Regions from separate parts of the Pan troglodytes genome. Here region 2 is linked to region 1. The links are chromatin contacts, called in public HiChIP or PLAC-seq maps. All regions are on one chromosome and are shown on one strand. Each heading gives the region's core, a stretch centred on a gene start, on an enhancer-like site or on the middle of the called end of the contact. The rest is flanking DNA. Distances are from core to core; before and after follow the strand shown.

The links. HiChIP or PLAC-seq counts read pairs in DNA pulled down with a chosen protein or histone mark.
Region 2: an H3K4me3 HiChIP or PLAC-seq map of stem cell-derived excitatory neurons shows a contact between it and region 1, with 5 times the contacts expected there. The contact joins the promoter of SINHCAF here to the promoter of DENND5B in region 1. A contact is called at or near these places in 1 of 7 Hi-C or Micro-C datasets (stem cell-derived neural progenitor cells) and 1 of 1 datasets of contacts at active chromatin or transcription factors (stem cell-derived excitatory neurons).

What each region holds. Positions count from the first base shown.
Region 1 is chr10:63,910,726-63,916,931 of NHGRI_mPanTro3-v2.0_pri, reverse strand. DENND5B (DENN domain containing 5B) reads right to left here and starts at 3,321. Exons shown (of 21, transcript XM_001138331.7): 1 at 2,834-3,321. The coding sequence starts at 2,960. It overlaps LOC107967545 (a long non-coding RNA gene), which reads left to right and starts at 3,386. Exons shown (of 3, transcript XR_010148328.1): 1 at 3,386-3,872.
Region 2 is chr10:64,176,577-64,182,782 of NHGRI_mPanTro3-v2.0_pri, reverse strand. SINHCAF (SIN3-HDAC complex associated factor) reads right to left here and starts at 3,494. Exons shown (of 6, transcript XM_063786760.1): 1 at 3,104-3,494. It overlaps LOC129136648 (a long non-coding RNA gene), which reads right to left. Exons shown (of 2, transcript XR_008538485.2): 2 at 4,694-4,797. It also overlaps the pseudogene LOC134807572.

The DNA.
Region 1 (6,206 bases), core at 2,072-4,571:
CTCCCTAACTGGTCTCTTGCCTCTACCCCTGCCCTGATATAGTCTACCCAACATGGCAGCCACAACAGTCATTTTAGAAGGCACATCAGATCTTGTCATTACTCTGCTCAAAACCTTCCAAACTTTCCCATCTCAGAGTTAAAAGCCTAACAACTCCATGAGGCCCTATACAATCTCCCCTGCCCTTTCTCTTTGATCTTACCTACTACTCTCCCTCTCCCTCAGCTCCAGCCATACTGGACTCCTTGCTGTTACCAGCACAAACTAGGGACTGTCCCACTCAGGGTCTTCGCACTTGCTGTTTCTTCTGCGTGCAATGCTGTGCCCCCAGGTGATCCATCTGGCCTGCTTCCTCACGTCCTTCAAGGCTCTGTTCAAATGTCACCCTCCCTGTGAGGCCTTCCCTAACCATCTTATTTAAAATCACAACCCCACCATCCCACCACTCTGCTGGCATGTCCCTAAATCCACTCCCCTGCTTTATTTTTCCTCATAGCACTTATTAACATCTGGAGAACTATATACAGTCGGCACTTCACGTGGACTCCGCATCCACAGATTCAACCAAGCACAGATTGAAAACGTAGTTAGGCCTACAATGGTTGCATCTGTACTGAACATGTACAGACTTCTTTTCTTGTCATTATTCCCTAAACAATACAGTATAACAACTATTTACATAACATTACAATGTAATAGGTATTATAAGTAATCTAGAGATGACAAAGTGTACAGGAAAATGTTCATAGGTTATATACAAATACTACAACATTTTATTATAAGAGACTTCAGCATCCGAGGATTTTGGTGTGGGGGACACTCTAGAATCCATCCCCCATGGTTACGGAGAGATGATTGTATTTTCATTATCTCTTTACACTAGAACGTATGCTCCATGATGGCAGGGATTTCTGACTGCTTCTTCACAGCTGTCCCCAGTGCCTAAAAAACCGACTACAGATAGAAGCTTTCAAAACTGTTGGATGAATGATACTGAAATATTACAAGGCAAAATACATTATTACCTGAATACATTAAATATTACGAGAAGCAGAAATCCCAATCACCCACACTCACACAGTTTTGCAAAAAGAGACATCATAGTTTGTTTCTTAAAAATGCATTAAAGTCTAATTGATGGTTTTGTTAACATCATTCTCTCTGTGCCTAAAGAGTCCTAGGTCACACCTAAAAGGTACAGTTTTAGCTTCAGTAGGCAAACGGAAAAGAAAAATACAGGCTTTTTTCCTTTCATCAGTCATCACTGACAGAAGGACTCCAAGTGACCCTGGTGCCACAAATGTTCAGGATCTTTAGGGAAGAAAGGAGTCTAGAAAAATAACAATATTCCTTCACCAATCTCGAGAAGAATCTCTCCAAATCTCTCTGCAGACATTTTTTCTTCATATCCTTTAACAAAGCCATTCTTAACATGTACATGAAATCTTAGTTGAAGAAACAATGTGATTACATAATTACACATACGGAAAAACCTGCTATTCTATTATCTCTCCAAAAATTTTTTTAACTAAAACTAGACTTACAGTTTTTGTTGAAAATGTTTTGTGTTTCTACCTCCGAAGAATATGAAAAAAAGAAAATGTTTTGCTCTGAAGCCGAGTTAAGAAAAAGATAGCCAAGACGTGGGTTGATGGGGACTGTATTTTAAGGCTGAACAGTTCTGTTTACTATTGTTTATTATTTAATATATTCTTCCCAGTCTCCCCACCCCCACCAAAGGAAAAGCGAAAAATTTACGTTAGTGCAATCAATAAGGAATTATTTGTCCAAAGGAAGTTGTTCTGAAAGGCTATGACCTAAGTCTTTAACACTGACACAAAGTTCAGGCGGTAGATGTCACTTCTCTCACCCATTTAACAACAAATCAAGATTCAGATCCCGTGGAGGCAAGCAGAAAGGAACAGGCGTGAAAAATGAAATCAGTTGTTTCTCCCCGGCCTCCTCTCGACACTGCGCACTCCGCTGCCCTGCCCCCTCCATCGCCCTTTAACGGCCCCTTTTAACGGCGTCGTTTGCCCAGCACAGCCCCGCACTGCGCCATCAAATGAGTCAAGCGGAAAGACCGGTACCCCTCCGGGAAAACCAGGCACTAACACACGGTGCACCCAACTGAATTTAAACTCGGGAACAGTGTAGGCAGTGTCAACAAAGCGCGGTGCTGGGTCCCGAGCGTCCAAAGGTCCCTGCCAGCTCCCAGACGCGGCCAAATCCACGGGATTCCAAAAGGTGACTTGGCCGGCACCGCAGAGCGGCAGGCGGCGCAGAGGGCAGAGTCCGACCGGCCCCCGCCCCGCGCTCGCTCCGCACGGCCACCGGCTCCTCCGCGGACGCTACCCCGGCGGGAGCCGAGCTGAGTCCGACTCCCCCTCTCCCGAAGAGGCCCGAAAGCCGCGTCACGTGCGGGGCCGAAACTTCGCGGCCGGGGCCGGGTGGCTGGCGGGTGGGAGGCAGGCACGGCGGTCGGGGGGCAGCCCGCGCGCCCGGTGAGTCACTGGCCGCCTCCGAGTGCGGCTGCAGGCGAAGGGGCCGGCGCGCCAGGCGGGGACCGTGCCCTTGGGGCCACCCCCGCGCCTGTTATTAATAACCCAGCGCCTGGGGGCGAAAGCCCCGGTGGGCGCAGCCGCAAAGCCCGCACGCGGAATAAATAACAATGTCATTAAATCGCGCCCGAGCGCCAGTTCGGCCAGAAAGCGGCGGGAGGGCGCCACCGGGAGCTGACTTTGTCTGGAGCCCGCACCCCGCCTCCCGCGCTTCCCCACAGCGTCCCCCGCGCCCCTGAGGGGACTCAGCGCCGCCGCAGCCCTGGCCTTACCCGCCAGCTCGTCAGGCTCCAGCCCGCTGTCCGCGTCGATCCCGCACAGCACGAAGTAGTGCGCGAAGCGGCAGGCGGCCGGGGAGGAGCCCGAGCCCGGGCCGGGCGCCGCGCAGCTCCCGCTCATCCCGGCCGCGCTGCTCCAGGGGCCGCCGCCGCCGCCCGGGAAGGCTTTCTGCGGAGGCTGCCACCACCGCTCCGGCTGTGGTCTGTGCACAGCCAGTGTGGTCTAGGGCGACACTGGCGCGCCCATGGCCGCGCAGCCACCTCTCGCCGCCGCAGCCTGCCTCCTCGCTCGGCGCGGGGGAAGCGGCCGCGGGCTCGCGCACGGCGGGTCCGGAGCCCGGCCGGGTGGGGGAGGGGCGCGGGGGGAGTGTCGGCCTGAGAGGCCCTCGCCGCCGCAGCTGCGCTTGCGAGCTGAGAGCCGCCGCGTCTGGCGCCCGCGGGTCAGCTGAGCGGCGCTCGGGCTGTGGGAGCGCGGGGCGGGCAGGGGCGCCGGGGCTCGGCGCGTGCGACGGAGAGGGGTGGGGGGCGCGCTCGCGATGGACGGAGGCGCGCGCTTCTACCGTGCGCGCGCGCCTAGCGGGCTCGGAGGCCAAGCCTGGCGTGGGGCCGCATTCGTGCCCACTGGCCCCGGCTGCGGCATCGAGGGCGACCCTGCACACACCCCTCCTCGCCCTGGCCAGCCGATAAGAGGGCTAGCCTCAGTGTGGGGGTCTGTCTTCTAAAGGGGTTGTCACCCATCCTTATTTCTTTTAATGCAGCTTTGGGGAAGGTGAACAGCCGCTCTGAGATCATTTCGCATAACGGTCTGAACCATCGTCTTTTAAACTGTGACCTGTGTGGGGGTGCCTGTCTCACTTTAAGGTCCTCCCTTCCCCCAGCCGTCACCCCATTTACGGGCCATCCTTAGTGACTTAGTGACAAGTCAACCGTGAGGGGGAAAAAACACAACTCAATACCCACAAAGCGTTGAGACTTCTAGAAGGAGTGCAGTCACCAACCCCCGCCTTCTGTCACTTATCCTGACATTTTCCAGGTCAGTGTAAATAGCCAAGGCGCTCCAGTTCCGCAGCCCTGTACCCATCCGATGTTATCGGCTTTCCCCGCAAGTAACAATCGGAGGCTAAAGCAACAGGAATTAGACCATGAACTCTGCTCCTCCCAAAGGCACGGCTTTCTTGCCCTGCTCAGCTCTGTCTTTTGCCTTTTCGGAAGGAACTCGACAACCAGTTCTTTTTCCTTTGAAAGAAAACTGGCTGGGCTCAGTGGCTCACGCCTGTAATTTACTCAACACTTTGGGAAGCCCAGGTAGGAAGATCACATGAGACCAGGAGTTCAAGACCAGCCTGGGCAATAGAGGGAGACTCTGTCTCCATCGAAGTAAAAAAATAACATTTATTTATTTAAAAAATAATTTTTTAAGAGACGGGGTCTCACTATATTGACCAGGCTGCTGTCAAACTCCTGGGCTCAAGTGATCCTCCCGCCTTGGCCCCCCAATGTGCTAGGATTACAGGCATAAGCCACTGTGCCCGGCCATGTAAGTAAAAATAAAACTTAAAAGATAGAAAACTGAATCCAATTCATCTCCACATGGCAACCCCTTCCACACCACTCCCTGCTTTCTTCTTTGGGGATTTGGGGTATCTACCACTAGACATACAAGCAAACCTTCCAGAGAGGTTGCCTGAGAGAACCTCGATTATTTGACTGAATAATGTTCTTCCTAGAAGATATATGTGCATGCATACCATCATTTAATGTAGCTTGTATCTTCACTTTCTTTCTTCAATTTTGAAATGAAAGAGGCTGGCCATGGTGGCTCAGGCCTGTAATCCCAGCACTTTGAGAGGCCAAGGCAGGAGGAGCATTTGAGTCCAGGAATTCAAGACCAACCTGGGCAAAATAGTGAGAGACCCTGTCTCTATAAAAATAAAATGAGGCCGGGTGCAGTGGCTCAAGCCTGTAATCCCAGCACTTTCGGAGGCCAAGGCGAGAGGCTCACTTGAGGTCAGGAGTTTGAGACAAGCCTGGCCAACATGGTGAAACTCCGTCCCTACTAAAAAAAAAAAAAAAAATCAATAAAATAATAATTAGTAAAATATAAGAAAATATAAGAATTGGCCGGGTGCAGTGGCTCATGTCTGTAATCCCAGCACTTTGGGAGGCCAAGGCGGGCGGATCACGAGGTCAGGAGACCGAGACCATCTTGGCCAACATGGTGAAGCCCTGTCTCTACTAAAAATACAAAAAATTAGCCAGTGTGGTGGCACGCATGTGTGGTCCCAGCTACTCGGGAGGCTGAGGCAGGAGAATCACTTGAACCTGGGAGGTGGAGATTAGAGTGAGCTGAGATCGCGCCACTGCACTCCAGCCTGGGCAACAGAGTAAGACTGTCTCAAAAAAAATAAGAAAAGAAAAGAAAATACAAGAAGAATCAAGAAATCAGGGTGAGCCACAGTCTGGGTAATTGACCTTTAGGTCATGTTGCACCCTGTACTTCTTCAAAAACACTTGTAATGGCTTTTCTGTGTCTTCTTAGCTGTGTTGTAAACTCCACAGAGCAAGAGTTGGACTCTGGTTCTTCACTTTTCTGGTATCTAGCAGAACTCTGGTCCTTTTTAGCCCCTCAATTTATATTTGAGTGTTGAAAGAAGAGTGGTTATCTAGGTGATAACAGGTTGTTGATTCTACTAGAAAAATATACAAACTTTAATATCTGTAACATTTTTTAAAAAATAAGTCCTGGGCCAGGCATGGTGGCTCACACCTGTAATCCGAGCACTTTGGGAGGCCGAGGCAGGTGGATCACATGAGGTCGGGAGTTCGAGACCAGCCTGATCCACATGGTGAAGCCCCGTCTGTACTAAAAATACAAAAATTAGCCAGGTGTGGTGGTGCACACCTGTAATCCCAGCTACTTGGGAGGCTGAGGCACGAGAATCACTTGAACCCGGGAGGCAGAGGTTGCAGTGAGCCAAGATCATGCCACTGCACTCCAGGTGACAGAGTGAGACTCTGTCTCAAAAAATAATAATAAAATAAAGATTAAAAAATAAATAAAAATAAGCTCCACATACGCAAGACCTCAAAACTTGGTCAGGCCAGGTACGGTGGCTCACGCCTGTAATCCCAGCACTTTGGGAGGCCGAAGGGGGCAGATCACCTGAGGTCAGGAGTTCAAGACCAGACTGGCCAACGTGGTGAAACCCTGTCTCTATTAAAAATACAAAAATTAGCCTGGCATGGTGGTGAGTGCCTGTAGTCCCAACTACTTGGGGGGCTGAGACAGAAGAATGGCTTGAACCCAAGAGGCAGAGGTTGCAGTGAGCCAAGATCGCACCACTGCACTCCAGCCTGGGCAACAGAG
Region 2 (6,206 bases), core at 2,245-4,744, 270 kb before region 1:
ATACAAAAAAAAAAAAGGTTAGCTTGAAAAGAAAAATCTAGGAGAGGTAACCAGAAGGTCAACCACAGTTCACGGGATCTGGGAAGAAGCTAGCCGTTACCCTGTGTCATCTTCCTGAGCAGCTTCCTCCCCAGCCAGCTCCCCAGCCTCCTTACAATGTTTCCAAAAGGCCCAACTCCCTAAACATTTGCTTCTTCAAGGTCATCCTAAGGCACTGAATAACCACCAAACACTGAGTCACGCATACCTTTCGCCTAAAAAAGATCCCCCTTCCCAAAATCATTATATAAATACTTTAAATGCCATGAGGGTTTTCTCCGGAACTCCACCAGAAACAAACTCCCAGACTTTAATTTAGATTGGGCAACTAAATGTGTTCAATTTTGCGACATAAAATTTTAAAAGGCTTTTCAAGTCTGGCAAATTCCAGTTCAAAAACAGGTGCTTTCAGCGTACTCTGAATAACAAGGTCATATTCATTTTTAAATTATTAAAAGAAAAAGAAAAGCTTTTCTTAACCCTCCTTAGGACAACTTAAGAAGGGGGAGAAAGAATTGCTGGGGTAAAACTGTCTCGGATAGGGTCCCTGTTTAACTCAACAGTAAATCCTAATCTTCCGAGTGCCTGAAGTAATGGAAGGTTACAGGAAGAAAATAAAAACAAAGAAACTGACTAGGGTCATAGTTACCAGAACAAACTGCACCGCCCTACCACCTCAAGAAACCAACTCCCCCTACACCAAAACAAACCTTGCCCCTCCCCGCTCCCCCCACCCCCTAGAAACACACAAAGAAACTGGCCGCACGCACAATTCGCCCACAGTCCTCACTTCCCTTAGTAGGGCAACAGGGAACCCCGGAACTTCCCCACGGTGGTTTATCGGGCGTCGTCGGGGCTGGGTCCCCTGGACTTGCGGGCCACAGCTCGGCTGGGGAGGAGGTGCTCGCCGCCCTCGCCCGTTTCCCTGAAAGCAGTAAAATGCCTCCCCGCTCGTCCCAGAGCCCTCGGGTCCCCACCTTCCGTATAAATCGTGCTTCCCCCTCGGGCACTCCGGTGACTGCCGAGAGACGCCGAGCCAGCAAGTAAGAATGCTCCCTGGTGGATTTGTTGGTAAATAAGACATCTCGCGTCGGGAGGAAAGTTCCTGCGGGGGCCGCTCGCCGGGGCGAGGGCGAGGGCAGCGGGAGGTGAACCGCGTCGCTCGCCGCCGCCTCCCTCACCTGCGCCGGAACAACGGGCCCCGCGCCAGCCCAGCCCGGCGCCTCCCGCAGGCCGCGCCTCCCGCACGCCGCGCTGCCGGGGCTTGTTCCTCCTCATGGCTTTGCCCTGACGTAATTCAAACATGGCAACAGTTCGACTTCAAAGGCGAACCCACAGACCTCCCAGACACAGGCTCCCGGGCCACGAGAAACCGGCCGAGCAGTCCAGGCCAAGCTCTCCGGAACCCTCGGCCGTCGCAACCCCCGACGCCAGGGCTGAAGCGCTGGGCACTGCCGCCTCCCTCGCTCGCCCGACCGCACACCCGGAGCGGGGAAGCACGCCGCCTCCCTACGCACCAGCATGGCACCTCGCACAAGTAGCGCCGCCAAAGTTTCCCCACGAGGAGGCTGAGGGACAAAAGCCCCTCCCGAAACTCGCCCGAACTTCGAGGGCCTCCGACCTGCACGGCCCTACGCCCAGGCGGCGGCCCCGAGCGCCGGGGGCCCGCACGGGCACATGCAGCCCTTTGTTTTCTGTCCAGCCGGGCGCTGCCTACGTGCAGCATCAGGGATGCCGGAGCGTTTCGCAGGGGCCGGACACTGGACGATCACCTTGAGTAGGGGGTCCGGACCCCGCGCCCCGAAGAGTCCGGAGCCTGGCCCCCCGACCCTCCCCTCGGGAGCAGGCCCATTTAATCAAAGTTTTGCAGTGTCCTTGATGAGAAACGCCCGGAGTACCCGCCCCGCACGGGCGGAGAGTTGGCGACTTTCACTCTGCTTTTTAAACTGGCAAGACGCCATCATCAGCAAACCACATTGTCCTGCCGGCCGGACCTGCCCGACGGCGGCCGCATCCCACGGCTCACGCGGGGCTGGCTGGACATTCGGACAAGGACCAGGGTCGCAGCCCGAAGCACGTGGTCTGTCACGTAGAGCACAAAAAGCAGTGCCCTGCGGAGTTCACTGACTCCCGCGGCGTAGAGAACGCCGCCGCCTCCATCTCCAGCCAAGTTGGCTTCCCTGGCCATCTTACAGCGCGGACGGCCGCCCATAAACGGGAAGCCCTCGCGGTGTCGCCCACACCTACGCTACAGGTGAACGCACCGGGAGCAAAACTTCGGGCTCCGAAAGCACCCCGGACACCAGAGGCTCTTGGGCGCGGTCCGAAGAGGGCAGGCGAGTGGAAGACGGGCTGTTTTTAAGCGACCGCGTGTTGCTCTCATTGTCGCATCCGCATCCCACCGGAGTTGAGCAAACAACGCCACGCCGCGTGCGCTCCGGCAGAGCCCAGCACTGACCCCCAAAGGCCGATTTAAAGACCCTCGGCCGCCAACTCGGAAGCGGATGGCAACTTAGTTTCCGAGCGAATGGCGTTTATTGTCCACCCTAGTCCGGGGGCTGCAGTCAACTAAACCACGAGGTTTCACAACGGCGCCCGACCCTGCCCGCGCCTCGCGCCCACGCGGACGCACCGACCCCGGCCGCTGCGCGGTGGCCAACGAGTCGCTTTCCTCTCGGGCCTTTCGGCCGCCGGGCTCCTTTCCGCGAGAGAACACTGCGGCGGAGAAAAGTCATTGTCACCTTCAACGTGGATCCCTCAACTCCGGCGACTCCTCAATTATGCCCAGGCTCCACTCACTTCCCCGCCCCGAGACTTTCGGTTTGCCTCAAATACCCTCCCCAATTAATAAATACACACTAAACACGAGCGTACCAAAGAATCTGGGGTCTGAAGATCACGAAAACAGCGCTCCCAACAATGCCACCTCCAAGACAAAACTTCCTGTGTGTAAGTGGAAGGACGGGGGGAGGTGGGTGGAGGTGAAAAGAGAAAAAAAAAAACACTCTGAAATCAAAGCCTCGTGAGACAGTTTTGCACTAGAAGCATGGTGAGAGTCACTCACCTTCCAAAAGCAGCCGTTCCACGCGCAATAATGTCCCCGAGGTGCGGAGTGCACGCCAGGCCAGTCCCCCTCAAGCGCTCCCTCCTCCTCAACTGCCTTGTCTAGAAAGATTGTCTCCTGCAGTTCTGCAGTTGCTACCGCTGGCCGGGAAGGTGTAGATTCCGCTTTCCCTCTGCGCACGCGCGGCTCCCGGCACAAAATTCTCTTGAATCGAACTTATTTGCATACGGGCGCGCGCACGTCGCGGGCTGGGAGGGGGAGAAGTCCCGGCGACCGCGCGCGCTCCCGAGGCCTCTATTGTCCTTTTAAGGGGAGAAGCTCCGCGGCGCGGGAAACGCGGCGGCCAGAGGGAAACGGGGGCGGGGACTGCTTACTACGGCGGACGTCACATAAACAAACGCCCCCCCAACCCCCGGCTGCAGGCCGCGGCGGAGAGGGAGTGGCGAGGTGGGAAAGGGAAAGGTTAGCAACTGAGGGGAGGGCTGCGCTGCTTGGCGTGTTTTTCGCCCCCGAAGTTGTTAGGGACACCATTGAGAGCTGAAAAATTGTTCTGAAAGCTGCTTTTGCAAAATTCTCACACCTGTCCCCACTGTCGGTGACAGAGGAGGTGGTCTTGTAAGCACCCAGACTGAATTTATACTAATCCCACGTTTCCTAAATTTTGTTTGAAGTTAGGTTTTTGAAGCTTGTAAAAAAAAAATCCTCTGGGGCCAGCAAAGGATTAGTTTTCGTGCAGTTGTAATGAGTCGTTTAATAAAGTCCCATTTTAACACCCTATCCATTCGCTAACTCCCGCTTGCCCTTCTCAAATAGTAACCTAACCCATAACAATCCAGTTTTTTCCTCCACTTCGGCCTTAAGATTTCAAGTCTCTCCGAATTGAATGATTGTTAATTTCCGTGGGAACAGTGCCGCTTTCTTTAAAAGACTAGGCAATGGAAAGCCAATAACCTAGGGACAGGCATACCTCCTCTAGCAGCTTGTAAAGGGTGTTCCACTCACCCAGAAATAATTCCAGTAACTGGTGGTCTTGGGAATGGAAAAAATAACGAGTGACGTACAGACTTTTCAATGCAGAATATGTAATAATTCAACAATCTAAGCGCTTTCTAGACTCCGGAAGAAAAAAACTGAAGTAACTCTTCTCAGATTGATAAGAGGAAAATGAAAACCGAATGACTGATTCGCCTTTGTCCCAAGGACACACTTAACACCAACAGGCAGAAACCCGGGGTTAATGATAGAGGGTGGGGAGAGAGGAAGGATGTTTTTCCCAGAAACTTGATATTGGTCCCAAGCTACAAAAGTGTGAAAATCAACCATAAAACTTAATCATCTGCTGACACGTTTCGCTGCTTTCACTACAGTGTCAACAATACAGATTTAAATAGTTACTTCTGAAATGTTAATTTAATTCAACAGGCAATTCCTAGTACATGCAGTATAAACCCACTTCTGAACTCCTCAACTAATACTTCTTTATTTTTCTTTAGGTTCTGTAATATACTATTCCTGTAACTGTATATGAAAACTATATTATAAATACCTGAAAAGATAGCCTGGCGTGGTGGTGGGCACCTGTAATCCCAGCTATTCGGGAGCCTGAGGCAGGAGAATCGCTTGAACCTGGGAGGCGGAGGCTGCAGTGAGCAGAGATTGCGCCATTGCACCCCAGTCTGGGCGACAGAGCAAGACTGTCTCAAAAACAACAACAACAACAACAAAAAAAAAAACAGAAAGAAAAAGGACACCTCTCATTAAAATATGAGCTCCTTAAAGACAAGGATTTTATGCCTTTCTTACCCATCTTTGTATTCCAGTGCCTGACACAGTGCACATCAGATAATATATACTGACATCTTGCATGCATTAGTTGGCTAGGAAAATTTTTTTTTAATGTAATAAACGGTTGGGCGCAGCGCCTCACACCTGTAATCCTAGCACTTTGGGAGGCCAAGGCAGGCAGATCACATGAGGTCAGGAGTTCGAGACCAGCCTGGCCAACATGGTGAAACCCTGCCTCTGCTAAAAATATAAAAATTAGCCGGGCATGGTGGCTCACACCTGTAATCCCAGCACTTTGGGAAGCCAAGGCAAGTGGATCACCTGAGGTCAGGAGTTCAAGACCAGCCTGGCCAACATAGTGAAACTCTGTCTCTACTAAAAATACAAAAATTAGTGGGGCATGGTGGCACTCACCTGTAATCCCTGCTACTCGAGAGGCTGAGGTGTGGTGGCACATGCTTGTAATCCTAGCTACTCAGGAGGCTGAGGCAGGAGAATTGCCTGAACCCGAGAGGCGGAGGTTGCAGTGAGCCAAGATCACGCCACTGCACTCCAGCCTGGACAACAGAGCAAGACTCCGTCTCAAAAAAAAAAAAATATATATATATATATATATATATATATATATACATATATAATAAATATATAAATTAGCTGGGCATTTTCGCACAGACCTGTAATTCCAGCTACTTGGGAGGCTAAGGCACAAGAATCACTTCAATCTGGGAGGCTGAGGTTGCAGTGAGCCGAAATCGCACTACTGCACTCCAGCCTGGGTGACCGAGTGAAACTCTTGTCTCAAAAAATAATAATAATGGCCAGGCGAAGTGCCTCATGCCTGTAATCGCAGCACTTTGGGAGGCCAATGTGGGTGAATTACCTGAGGTAGGGAGTTTGAGAGCAGCCTGACCAACATGGAGAAACCCCGTCTCTACCAAAAATGCAAAATTAGCCGGGCGTGGTGGCACATGCCTGTAATCCTAGCTACTTGGGAGGCTGAGGCAGGAGAATCCCTTGAATCCAGGAGACGGAGGTTGTGGTGAGCCGAGATCAAGCCATTGCACTCCAGCCTGGGAAACAAGAGCTAAACTCTGTCTCAAAATAATAATAATAATAATAATAAATATATAAATATAATTTTAAAAAATTAATGGACATTTTCAAGGTTCTTATAGGTTTATCGCTAATCAAAACTTTAGTTTACAATTTTTGCATTTGACCTAAAATGAGTTTGGAAGTTATAGTGGTCACATTGGTTGATATGCCATCCCTGTCCTTATGACAATAAAAATGAATAAGCTTAATAGCTGTTTCTGTG